Linked DNA regions of Mus musculus: all the other regions are linked to region 2. A link is a contact called in public HiChIP or PLAC-seq data. All regions are on one chromosome and are shown on one strand. The core of a region is the stretch at or near the end of the contact, and the rest is flanking DNA. Distances in the headings are between cores, read along the strand shown.

What was found. HiChIP or PLAC-seq counts read pairs in DNA pulled down with a chosen protein or histone mark.
Region 1: a contact with region 2 is called in an HNF4G HiChIP or PLAC-seq map of pancreatic cancer cells. The contact joins the enhancer-like site here to the promoter of Ifi35 in region 2. A contact is called at or near these places in 2 of 39 promoter capture datasets (hippocampal neurons and liver), 1 of 115 datasets of contacts at active chromatin or transcription factors (pancreatic cancer cells) and 1 of 9 other capture datasets (pancreatic islet).
Region 3: a FOXA1 HiChIP or PLAC-seq map of pancreatic cancer cells shows a contact between it and region 2. The contact joins the promoter of Retreg3 here to the promoter of Ifi35 in region 2. A contact is called at or near these places in 3 of 39 promoter capture datasets (the C10 cell line, cranial neural crest and liver), 5 of 115 datasets of contacts at active chromatin or transcription factors (effector CD8 T cells, embryonic stem cells, extraembryonic endoderm stem cells and 2 more) and 2 of 9 other capture datasets (adipose tissue and embryonic stem cells).

Annotation. Positions count from the first base shown.
Region 1 is chr11:101,061,541-101,064,912 of GRCm38.p6, forward strand. It overlaps Atp6v0a1 (ATPase, H+ transporting, lysosomal V0 subunit A1), which reads left to right. Exons shown (of 22, transcript NM_016920.4): 22 at 772-2,179. The coding sequence ends at 865. Among named protein-coding and RNA genes, the nearest start is that of Naglu, 6.9 kb to the right of the region's middle. Within about 2 kb of position 1,786, at least 213 of the 459 cell types and tissues checked have an H3K27ac peak or open chromatin away from gene starts, as enhancers often do. A contact at or near this core is called in hippocampal neurons, liver and pancreatic cancer cells, where this site is marked.
Region 2 is chr11:101,446,721-101,450,481 of GRCm38.p6, forward strand. It overlaps Ifi35 (interferon-induced protein 35), which reads left to right and starts at 1,692. Exons shown (of 7, transcript NM_027320.4): 1 at 1,692-1,902. The coding sequence starts at 1,882.
Region 3 is chr11:101,118,581-101,122,375 of GRCm38.p6, forward strand. It overlaps Retreg3 (reticulophagy regulator family member 3), which reads right to left and starts at 1,261. Exons shown (of 9, transcript NM_026501.3): 1 at 961-1,261. The coding sequence starts at 1,199. It overlaps Tubg1 (tubulin, gamma 1), which reads left to right and starts at 1,537. Exons shown (of 11, transcript NM_134024.3): 1 at 1,537-1,662; 2 at 1,967-2,079; 3 at 2,251-2,418. The coding sequence starts at 1,614.

The sequences.
Region 1 (3,372 bases), core at 536-3,035, 390 kb before region 2:
TCATCTCTCAGACGAGTCTAGCGTGTGTCAAGTTGACATAAACCATCCTGCACAAGGCGGGAGAGGCAGAGAGAGAGAAGCGACTCCACAGAGTTGTCCTCTGACCCACACACATGCTGCGGCACACAGATGCCCACAGACAAATACCATATACATACAGCATAAGCTAAAATGAGTTAGTTAAAGTAGCCCCTGCGCAGTGAGCCGCAAGCCAAGTTCACCCGGGACAGCAGAGTTGGAGGGAATGGAGAACTAAAATCTGAGGAAGGTTGCTACGTCAGGCATGGTGGCATCCCCTCTAGTGACAGCTATTCTGGAAGCTGGAGCAAGTGGATGGCTTGAGCCAGGGGTTCAGGGCTGCTTTGTGGGTGCTGGGGTTTGAACCTGGGTCCCCTGGAAGAAAGCAGTCAGTGCTCTTAACCACTGAGCCATCTCTGCAGCCCCCTATTGTTTTATTTATGTGTCTGAGTGGGGGCATGGAGACTAGATGAGGGTGTCAGGTCTCTAGGAGCTGGAGTTACAGGCAGTTGTGAGCAGTCATGTGGGTGCTGGAAACCCAGGTCCTCTGCAAGAGCAGCCCGTACTCTAACCACGGAGCCATTTAACCTCCTTATTTTATTTTATTTTTATTTTTGACGGGGTCTCACAATGTCACCCTGGCTGGCCACCAATCCACCTGCCTCTGTCCCCCACGGTTGAAGTGTGGGCCACCACACTCAGCCCTGTTCCATTTTCCCTGTGAAATGACAGCTGTGCTCTTCTGCGTTGCAGGGTGGAGTTCCAGAACAAATTCTACACTGGGACTGGCTTCAAGTTCCTCCCCTTCTCCTTTGAGCACATTCGGGAAGGGAAGTTTGATGAGTGAGTCTGAGGCAGGGCGCATGCCCAGAGCAGCTCCCCTGCCCGTCTCCACAGTGATCAGCTGTGTCTCTCTTGCCTGCTGGTTGTGATCCCTGGATGCCTGGGCCTTTGTGTCGCCCTGCAACCCCTTGTCCCTGCTGTGACTCACTTAGGTAGTGCTGGCCTTGCCTCGGTCTCTCTACCCCAAAACTTTGGATTGAATGCTGAATGACTGTGCCTGATACTCACCCATCCCCACGGCACCGGCTAGGCCCCTTGGCCCCCCAGACAGACAGCCCTGTTCCACCCCCTGCTGGTGAGCCAACCTGCACAGCCACATCGGGGCACAGAGCCCTCAGGATGCAAGGGATCCCTCTTCAGTCCAGGAGTTCTTGGTCACACCTTGGAGGAGGATGGTAATTGGTCCTCTCCTACAGGGGGACACTGCTTATGAAACACATCCCACTCCACTAGCAGGGACAGTCAGGAAGATGCTGCGGTCATCCCTTGCCCAGCCCTCTCCAGTTAATATTCAGGAAATTAGGCTGGCCCCACCTGGACCATCCCAAAGGTCCCAGGATAGCCACCACCCTCCTAAGCACCCCCTCCTCGAGCCCTGTTGGCGCAGCATAGCATCCCTGGGACTGGGGGGGTCTCACCGACTTGCAGCACTGGGCTTCCGGATCTTAGGTTCCCTCCACCCAGTCTGTAGGTGAATGGGCCTTGCCCAACACTACACCCCAAGGCAGAAGTTAAAATTGGCCCATCTCTGAGCCCTTCTGCACCCTGATCATGATGTCCTGAGGCTGTGGTCAGTAAGGTTGGTTCTGCTGGCAGGCCTGCCTTGATCTGCCCACTGAGACTCCCTCCCCAAGCCCCGCACTGACCCCAGGTTTCAGGAGTGGTGTCCTGGGCAGGGAAGGTCATTTACAATTTGCTAAGCGGAGGTGACTGTTGGGCTGCCAGCGCAGGTATGGGAGCGCTGCCCAGGCCTGCCAAGCCCTCGCCGGCTACCTCATGTACTGTGGATCTCAGACCCTTCTAATCATGTGCTGACTCCTGCAATTCACTCACTGCCTTCCCTGTGGAAGTGACACTAAATCAGCAAGGCCCCTCCCCTCCCCCACCCAGGTGCTCATGAGAACTACCCCCACACTCGCCCAGGCAGGACCGGCCCATGGTGACCTTGTTCTGAACCCCTCTGTCCTTTTGTGCCCGGTTACGTGATCTTTGCTCTGTTTGCAGAGAGGCCTGCAGCAGAGCTCTTTGTGGGGACCCTGTCCAAGGCCTTCTGTCCAGACATCTTATCCGGAATAAAGTGTGTTTGACTCTCAGAAAAGCTGCCTGTCTCTGAGTGTGTGTGTAGGGGGGTGCGGGGAGGCTGTCACTCTAGCTCTGCCCTCCGGAGCCCATCTGGTGCCCACACCCACTTCCTCCTGCCTGCCAGCCTTTCTGCTTTTCTTCCTGATCTGAGGCCACAGTCGCCCTGGCCCTGGCTGGGCGGTGAGTCTGTGAAATTAGCACCTTATCTCAAGTCGCCCAGGCGCCTTCCCACTGCCCTGAGCCAAGTTTGCATTGCTTGGGCAGTCTCTATCTCCCTTCCCTTCCCTGTGTATCCCAAGCAGAGAAGGGGGCCTGGGTGTCTGCCCCGACTTCTCTCCAAGTGCATTCTCCAGCCCTCCATGGCCTGGCTATTTTGAGCCCTAAAGCCTTTGGCCTCGGTATAAGTGGAGGCTTGGCAGGCTCCTCAGGGCAGCTGGAGAATGTGACATGCTGAAGTAGGCAAGCTAAGGGCCAGAGAACCGGTAGACTATGCGGGGAGAAGGCTGGGTGGGGAGGCCACTTCCCGTCTCTGAGACATACACATTCTTTCTCTGCCCTGCCCCCTACACACACACACACACACACACACACACAGGGCTGGTTTATGGCACAGGAATGTAACACCTGCTTCTCATAAGAACAGGGAGAAGAGCTGGGACATCCTGTTCATTCCATCTTCTTAGTCCACCCTAGTCTATACCCCTCTCTCCCAACCAGCAGGTCACCTCCCCTGGAGCAGTGCTCCCCGACTCCATCTTTAAATGAAAGCCCCAAAGAAAACCCTGATCCTCTTGCTCACAGGGAGGACTAACTAGAATGGCAGAGTCAAGAATCCAGGATCAAATGCTAATTTACAGTCAGCCAAGATTAGACAAAGAGGCCAAGGTAATTCTCCGCAGAGAGAACAGAGCCTGACACTATATATCTGCAGTCCCGGCCCTCTGGGGGTGGATACAGGATTGGGAGTTCAAGGCCAGCCTGAACTACATGAGACCTGGTTTCCAAAACAACACAACAAAAACCCCTTTGTTTTCAGTAACTGGGGCTAATACAACTGAGTGTTCACCTGCAGGGAAAACACATTTGGATTGCTCCCTAACCATAACGAAAATAAACTCAAACACCGGGCCTGGGCCTGGGAGCCCAAGACTCAAGGGCCTGGAACAGAAGGCTCCTGAGTTTAAAGCCAGCCCATGCTGTATAACTACG
Region 2 (3,761 bases), core at 442-2,941:
CGAAGGTCCAGAGTTGAAATCCCAGCAACCACATGGTGGCTCACAACCATCCGTAACAAGATCTGACTCCCTCTTCTGGTGTGTCTGAAGACAGCTACAGTGTACTTACAAATAATAATAAATAAATCTTTAAAAAAAAAAAAGAAATCCTGAGGCTGGAGACACTGGTGGTTCAACAGTTCAGAACTCTGCACTTAGCCAGGCAAGGTGGCGCACGTCTTTAATCCCAGCACTCGGGAGGCAGAGGCAGGCGGATTTCTGAGTCCGAGGCCAGCCTGGTCTACAAAGTGAGTTTCAGGGCAGCCAGGCCTATACAGAGAAACCCTGTCTCGAAAAAAAAAAAAAAAAAAAGCACTGACTTCTTTCAGAGGCTCTGAGTTCAAATCCCAGCAACCACATGGTGGCTCACAACTATCTGTAATTAGAATCTGATTCACAACTCTGGTGTGTTTCTGAGGACGGCTACTGAGTGCTCATATAAATAAAAGGGGGCTGGTGAGATGGCTCAGTGGGTAAGAGCACCCGACTGCTCTTCCAAAGGTCCAGAGTTCAAATCCCAGCAACCACATGGTGGCTCACAACCATCCTTAATGAGATCTGATGCCCTCTTCTGGTGTGTCTGAAGACAGCTACAGTGTACTTACATATAATAAATAATAAATAAATCTTAAAAAAAAAAAAATAAATAAAAAATAAATAAATAAATAAATAAAAGGGCTTTTTAGTTGGGCTGGTGAGATGGCTCAGTGGATAAAAGCACTGACTGCGCCAGACAGTGGTGGCTCAACGCCATTAATCCCAGCACTTGGGAGGCAGAGGCAGGCGAGTTTCGGAGTTCCAGGCCAGCCTGGTCTACAAGACAGCATGGTTACAGGACAGCCAAGGCTACACAGATAAAACCCCTGTCTCGGAAACAATAAAACCAACAAAAAGCACTGACTGCTCTTCCGAAGGTCCTGAGTACAATTCCCAGCAACCACGTGGTGACTCGAAACCATCTGCAATGTGATCTGACTCCCTGGTCTGGAGTGTCTGATGACAGCTACAGTGTACTTACACATAATAAATAAATCTTTTTTAAAAGAAAAAGGTTACCAATAGCCATGTGGATACTGGGAGTTGAACCTGGGTCCTCTGGTACTCAACAGCTGAACCCTTTATATTTTGGGTTTTGGAGGTAGGATTTCTCTGTGTACCTGTGGCTGCCCTGAAAAATCACTCTGTAGACTAGGCTTGACTGGTCACAGAGATCCACCTGCCTCTTTGAACGCTGGCATCAAAGATGTGCCGCCGCCACTTGACTCACAGGTTTTTTTTGTTTTGTTTTTTTTTTTTGGTTTTTTGGAGACAGTTTCTCTGCATAGCCCTGGCTGTCCTGGAACTCACTTTGTAGACCAGGTTGGCCTCGAACTCAGAAATCCGCCTGCCTCTGCCTCCAGGGTGACTCACAGTTCTTTAATCACAGCTTTTTGGAGGCAAAAGCAGACAGATCTCAAGGGTGTGAAGCCAGCTAGAGCTGCAGTACTGAGAGCCTGTCTGTCTGGAAGTCTTAAAAATCCTACCATGGTTTATGCTAGAACTGGCTGCCTGGGAAAGTCTTCCCTTTGCGGTCCCAGGAGCACATGCCTGACTGGGTAGTTAGATTTGATGACTTGGAAGGCTCCGCCCAAGGGTGGGGCTGTATGCTCAGAAGCAGAATTCACAGAAATGAAAGTGGAAGTGAGGCCGGCAAGCAAGCAACAGCAGTGGAAGTGTGTTTCAGACGCTGCTGGAGGCTGAGGAGACCAGAGCCACCTCTGAGGGGTCAAAGAGTTTAGTCCTTCAGAACTCTTCACTGCCAACCCTGCTCTGAAGCCCCAGCTTCTGCCAGACGTGAGAGCCATGTCTGTGACCCTGCAAACTGTAAGTACGGGAGCAGGGGAGCATTTGTCGCATGTGGGGAGGGGCGGGAACACAGTGTTCTAGGCTTAGACCTGCTCGGCTCAAGCCTGCTAAGGGTGGAAGAGAAGTAGAGCGCTTAGGGTACCTTGGTCTGTGGATCTTGTCATTTACCTATTGTCAAAACCAGGACTCTGACACCTAAAGTAAGGACCTTGATCATTCTTTTTGGTTTTTCGAGACGGGGTTTCTCTGTTTAGCCCTGGCTGTCCTGGAACTCACTCTGGAGACCAGGCTGGCCTCGAACTCAGAAATCTGCCTGCCTGTGCCTCCCAAGTGCTGGGATTAAAGGTGTGCGCCACCACTGCCCGGCCTTGATCTTTCTTTATGTGGATGTATGCTTCAGGGTTGTAGAGAGCTGTAAGCATCAAAGGTTTCTGGCTATTCTAAACAGCAAAGGGAATACTCTGAGGTACTTCCCAGCCAAAAACTCCTCCCCTCAGAATGCCATGTCAACCTGACCATTGGTCCTCTCTGGGACAGGTGGTCTTTCTAAGTGCCTCTGACTGAGGCCACCTCAGATAGGCTAGGTTGAGCTGTGAAGTCTGCCTGCCAACAGCCAGTGAGGCCTCAGGAGGAAGCACAGTGGGCAGCCACCTTCGAGGAGGGATCCAATGCAGCTTGTCCTCAGCAGCTCTGCCTCCCCTTGTTAGTCTTCTGGCACGGAAAACTTCCATTTATCTCCCAGATACAATAAAAAAAGGGAGCGATTTGGAGCCAAATAAGGAAAAAGCAATATTGAAGAGCCAACCTGCCTGGTTTCAGATCCTAGTTTCTTCAGACATGTTGCACTGGACCAAACATTAGCTTTTCTAAAGTTGACAGTCTAATCCCTTCACTTACTATGTAGGGATATTACACTTCTTCACAAAGATACCTAGAGGGAAGGCTAGAGAGCTAGCTCAGTCTATAAACTGCTTACCTTAAGAGTATGAGAAGAGGGGCTGGAGAGATGGCTCAGTGGTTAAGAGCACTAAATGCTCTTCCAGAGGTCCTGAGTTCAATTCCCAGCAACCACATGTAATGGGATCCGATGCCCTCTTCTGATGTGCCTGAGAAAAGCAACAGTGTACTCACATACATAAAATAAACAAATCTTTAAAAAAAAAAAAAAAAAGCACGAGGAGAAATTCAGTACTTAAGAACTGAGATAACCAGGCTGGTGAGATGGCTCAGTGGTTAAGAGCACTGATTGCTCTACCGAAGGTCCTGAGTTCAAATCCCAGCAACCACATGGTGGCTCACAACCATCTGTAAAAAGATATGACTCCCTCTTCTGGTGTGTTTGAAGACAGCTACAGCGTACTTACATATAATAAATAAATAAATCTTTTTTAAAAATTAAAAAAAAAAACTGAGATAACAAAACAAAAAAAAATAGCACAGTGGGCTGCCAAGATGGCTCAGCGGGTAAGAGCAGTGACTGCTCTTCTGAGGGTCCTGAGTTCAAACCCTAGCAACCACATGGTGGCTCACAACCACCGGTAATGAGATCTGACACCCTTTTCTGGTGCGTCTGAAGACAGCTACAGTGTACTTATGTATAATAAATGAAGCTTTGTGCTGGAGTGAGCAGGGACTGAGCAAGCAGAGTTAACCGGAGTGAGCAGAGGTCCTAAAATTCAATCCCCAACAACCATCTGTACAGCTACAGTGTGTTCACATACATAAAATACATAAATAAATCTTTAAAGAAAATAGCACAGTGGCATATGCTTGTATCCAAGCACAGCCGTGGGGTTTGCTGGTGAGCCACCCAGCCCTACTGAACAGCTCTCGGTTAGTGAGTGAGAGAGAGACCCTATCTTGAAAAGTAAAGTCAC
Region 3 (3,795 bases), core at 11-2,510, 330 kb before region 2:
TTCTAGCCTCTACAAGTACCCACAACTCCTCACGACCACCCCATCTCAGGACCACACCCCTATACACATACACACACACAGGCTTATTCAAAGAGTCTCATCTCTTCTGGTTGTAGAAGCCTCAGTGATATGTCAGTTCCCTTGGAATTTGATCAGTACTATGGTTATTAATAAACCCAAACCATGGTTGGTAGACTCGATGAAGCCCAAACTCCTCCTAGGTGCTCTCATTTTTTCCAGAGAATGAAACACACACTTTAATATAAAGCCACTTGTCCAGTGAAAGAGAACTCAACGGCTCTCAGACAGCCTCAAACTCCTTGAACCACAGCTAAGGTCTAATTTTTGGGGGGAAGCGTTGCAATCCTAAGTGGCTCTGAAACAGATGAAAGATCACCACTGTTTTTTAATTTTTTCCTTCTTAATACATCTACTTTTCTTTCAAGCTGAAACTCCACACAAACTTCACCAACTTGACTGGGTGAGACGGTATCTAACATGCTAATAATCCATGATAACCGGCTCAAGCTTGTTTTCCTCCTCACACCCAGGGATACCCTTCTGCCTCTCCTCCCATCATCGTTAAGTTAAAACCTCTCGGAACCACCACCCTGGGGCAAGCAAGAGAAACGGAGGAAATGGTCTCGAAGTGAAATCACTTTCTCTCGCTAACAAGAGGCACCCCGGCTTACTGCGAGCGACACGGGATGGTACCAGATTCTCTGGCGAGTCGTGGGGGCAAGTGGAGAAGACCAGGAAGGCCCTGCGAGCACCCGGGGTGCCAAAGCCTGGAGGCAGGCGGGATGCTGGGGAAAGTGAAGCATTATCAGGCAAGTATCAGAAGCAGCCAGGGCGACGAAAGAAGGCAGGACAGGGCAGGTGAGAGATCGACACCCCCCCCCCCAGAACAACCTGAGGAATTCCCGCCTAGTAGGGTCAGTGAGGGTCCGGGTGTCTCACCAGAACGCCGCGTTCAGCCCCAGGCACCACAGGGCGCTCCTGGCCGGCCGCTCCCACACCAGGGCTGCCTGCACCCGGCTCAGCAGAGGCTCGTAAGGGCCCAGCACCTCCACCAGGGTCCGCTGCGCCGCCTCAACCTGCTGGTCGCGCTCCCAGGAGCCGGACATAGCTCGGCGGCCCCTGAAAGCCAACCCCGAAGCTGGACCCGGGGCCGCGGCCACCCCTTCAGCCTCCTCCATCTCCCCTTCAGCAGCCACAACATCCGGGGCCACGGCCCGGGAGTCACAATAACACCGACTGCGCAGAAGCACGATTTGGCTGCGGCCGGGCGGAGAAGGGGCGGGGCGGGGCAAGTGCCGGAACGCCCACGCGCGCATGCGCAGACGCTCCGGTGCGCATTCATCAGACGGAAGAGAACACTGCGTCGAAATGCGTTCCCGGCGCTGAGCGCGATTCGGAGCCGCGCACGCGCAACTCGCACGACTGAAGCCCGATGAAGGAGGAAATTTCATCTGCAGAACCCAGCTCCCATTGGAGCGGAGAACGATTAGGGGTGGAGCGCATTGTCTGGCGCCTGCGTCTTGCCGGCGAGCGCGCTAGCGGTCGGCGGTGTTGCTGGCGGGAGAGACTGCAACGCCGATGTCTGAGGAGCGATGCCGAGAGAAATCATCACCCTACAGTTGGGCCAGTGCGGCAATCAGAGTGAGCGAACCTCCCAGACCCTCTGCCTCCCAGGTTCCTTAGGTGCAAGAGGCCCTCGCAATAAGGTCATAGCTTCGGTCTGTCTGCAGAATCCTAGTTCTCCCCCACAAAGGCGATTCCCAACCCTGTGCCCAACTGCCTAAAGCCAATGGACCTTCCCCTGTCCAGTCATTGGCCTAGACACTAGGGAGTCCCAAGGCTAATCTAGATCCCTAGACCCAGGCGTTCAAATCCCCCACTGGCTATTTGGAACCTACCCAGACTCACGTATCTTTTTTCTTCACCTTCCGCCTCCCTCTCTTAGTTGGGTTCGAGTTCTGGAAACAGCTATGTGCCGAGCATGGCATCAGTCCCGAGGGCATCGTAGAAGAGTTCGCCACGGAGGGCACTGACCGAAAGGACGTCTTTTTCTACCAGGTGCTCCCCCAAGTGACTTGACCAGGACCCTGGCGGGACTGGCAGCGCGATCTGGTGCTGGGAAACTCTGAGTGGATGGATGGGAACAGAGTGGCTATCTTGAGGGAGAGCCTGCAGGAGCCAGAGTTGGGAGGCTTCAGGACTTGACCCATCCTGGCTTCCCTCTGACAGGCAGATGATGAGCACTACATCCCCCGGGCTGTGCTGCTGGACCTGGAGCCCCGGGTGATCCATTCCATCCTAAACTCCTCCTATGCTAAGCTCTACAACCCAGAGAACATCTACCTGTCGGAGCATGGCGGAGGAGCTGGCAACAACTGGGCCAGCGGATTCTCCCAGGTCATTTGCTGTTCCCCTGAAGGGCTCTCAACTCTGTGGGTGGGCACAGGCCCTGTGGTTTTTCTACAGATGAAACTAGGTCAGAGATGTTCGAGTGCTGAGTAAGATAGCCATGGCTCCAGGAGCTAACTGGAACGCTAAGGACGCAGTCTAGCTAGTGCTTTGTTGCAGGCCATTTAAATACTTTCTGTGTTATCTTTGTAAACCTCTGACTAACCCTAGAAGTAAGTACCATGGGTTTATGATATTTTATCTACTTCTTCAGACTCAAAACAAAACTCTGAAATCAAAGATATTTCAAACTTCACTTAGCAAAACCAATGCGCAATGGAGAAGGAAGGCTATGTTGATGTATCTCGTTACCTTATTGTCAGCACTCAGGCCTCTCACTGTAGAAATGTCTGATAACACACCTCCAAGCTCCACGGCTGTATCAGTACTGTTTATTTGGCAGGTTCTAGGAATGTGCTAAACATCACATACTAGACAAACTTAGATTGCTGAGCTATGCATCACATCCACAGCCTTGACGTGATCTTTTTGTTAAATATGAATATTTATTTATTTTGAGAAAGTTTCTCTACTTAGCCTTGGCTGTCCTGGAACTCACTTTGTAGACCAGGCTGGCCTCAAACAGAGATCCACCTGCCTCTGCCTCCTAAATGGCGAGGTTAAAGGTGTGCTCCGCCATTGCCCAGCTAATATGCAATTTATGATTGTATGCCCAAAACTACCTTTCAGAACCTGAAGAATTTTGATTTCTAAAAATATCTGGTCCTGTGGATATTAAATGGCGAAGTGTGGACCTGTGTTTTACTTTTAGTGAGGAAACAGATAAATCTTCCTGAAGTCAGATGACTAGGTGGGCATGAGCTACAGTGGTAGAGATGGCTGGACATGTAGTTCAGTTGGGAGGATACTGGTCTAGTATGTTCGAAGCCCTGGCTTCAGTCCTTAACACTGCATAAAACTGGGCAGAGTGGTCCGTACTGGCAATAGACACAGGAGACGCAGAATGTCAAGGTTATCCTCAGCTAAGCAGAGAATTTGATGCTAGCCTTGGATACATGAAACCCTGTCTCAAAAAAATAAAATAAGTTGGGCAGTGATGGTACATGCCTTCAATCCCAGCATTTGGGAGGCAGAAGCAGAGGCAGGCAGATTTCTGAGTTTGAGGCCAGCCTGGTCTACAGAGTGAGTTCCAAGACAGCCAGCACTATACAGAGAAACTCTGTCTTGAAAAAAACAAAATAAATAAATAGAAAATAAAATACAGAGCCCTTCCTAGCATAAGCAAGGTCCTGGATTCTAGTGATTCAAAACTATATGTGACCAAATCACCTTGGTTGGGTTTTAAAGTAACCAATGTTGTAGTAA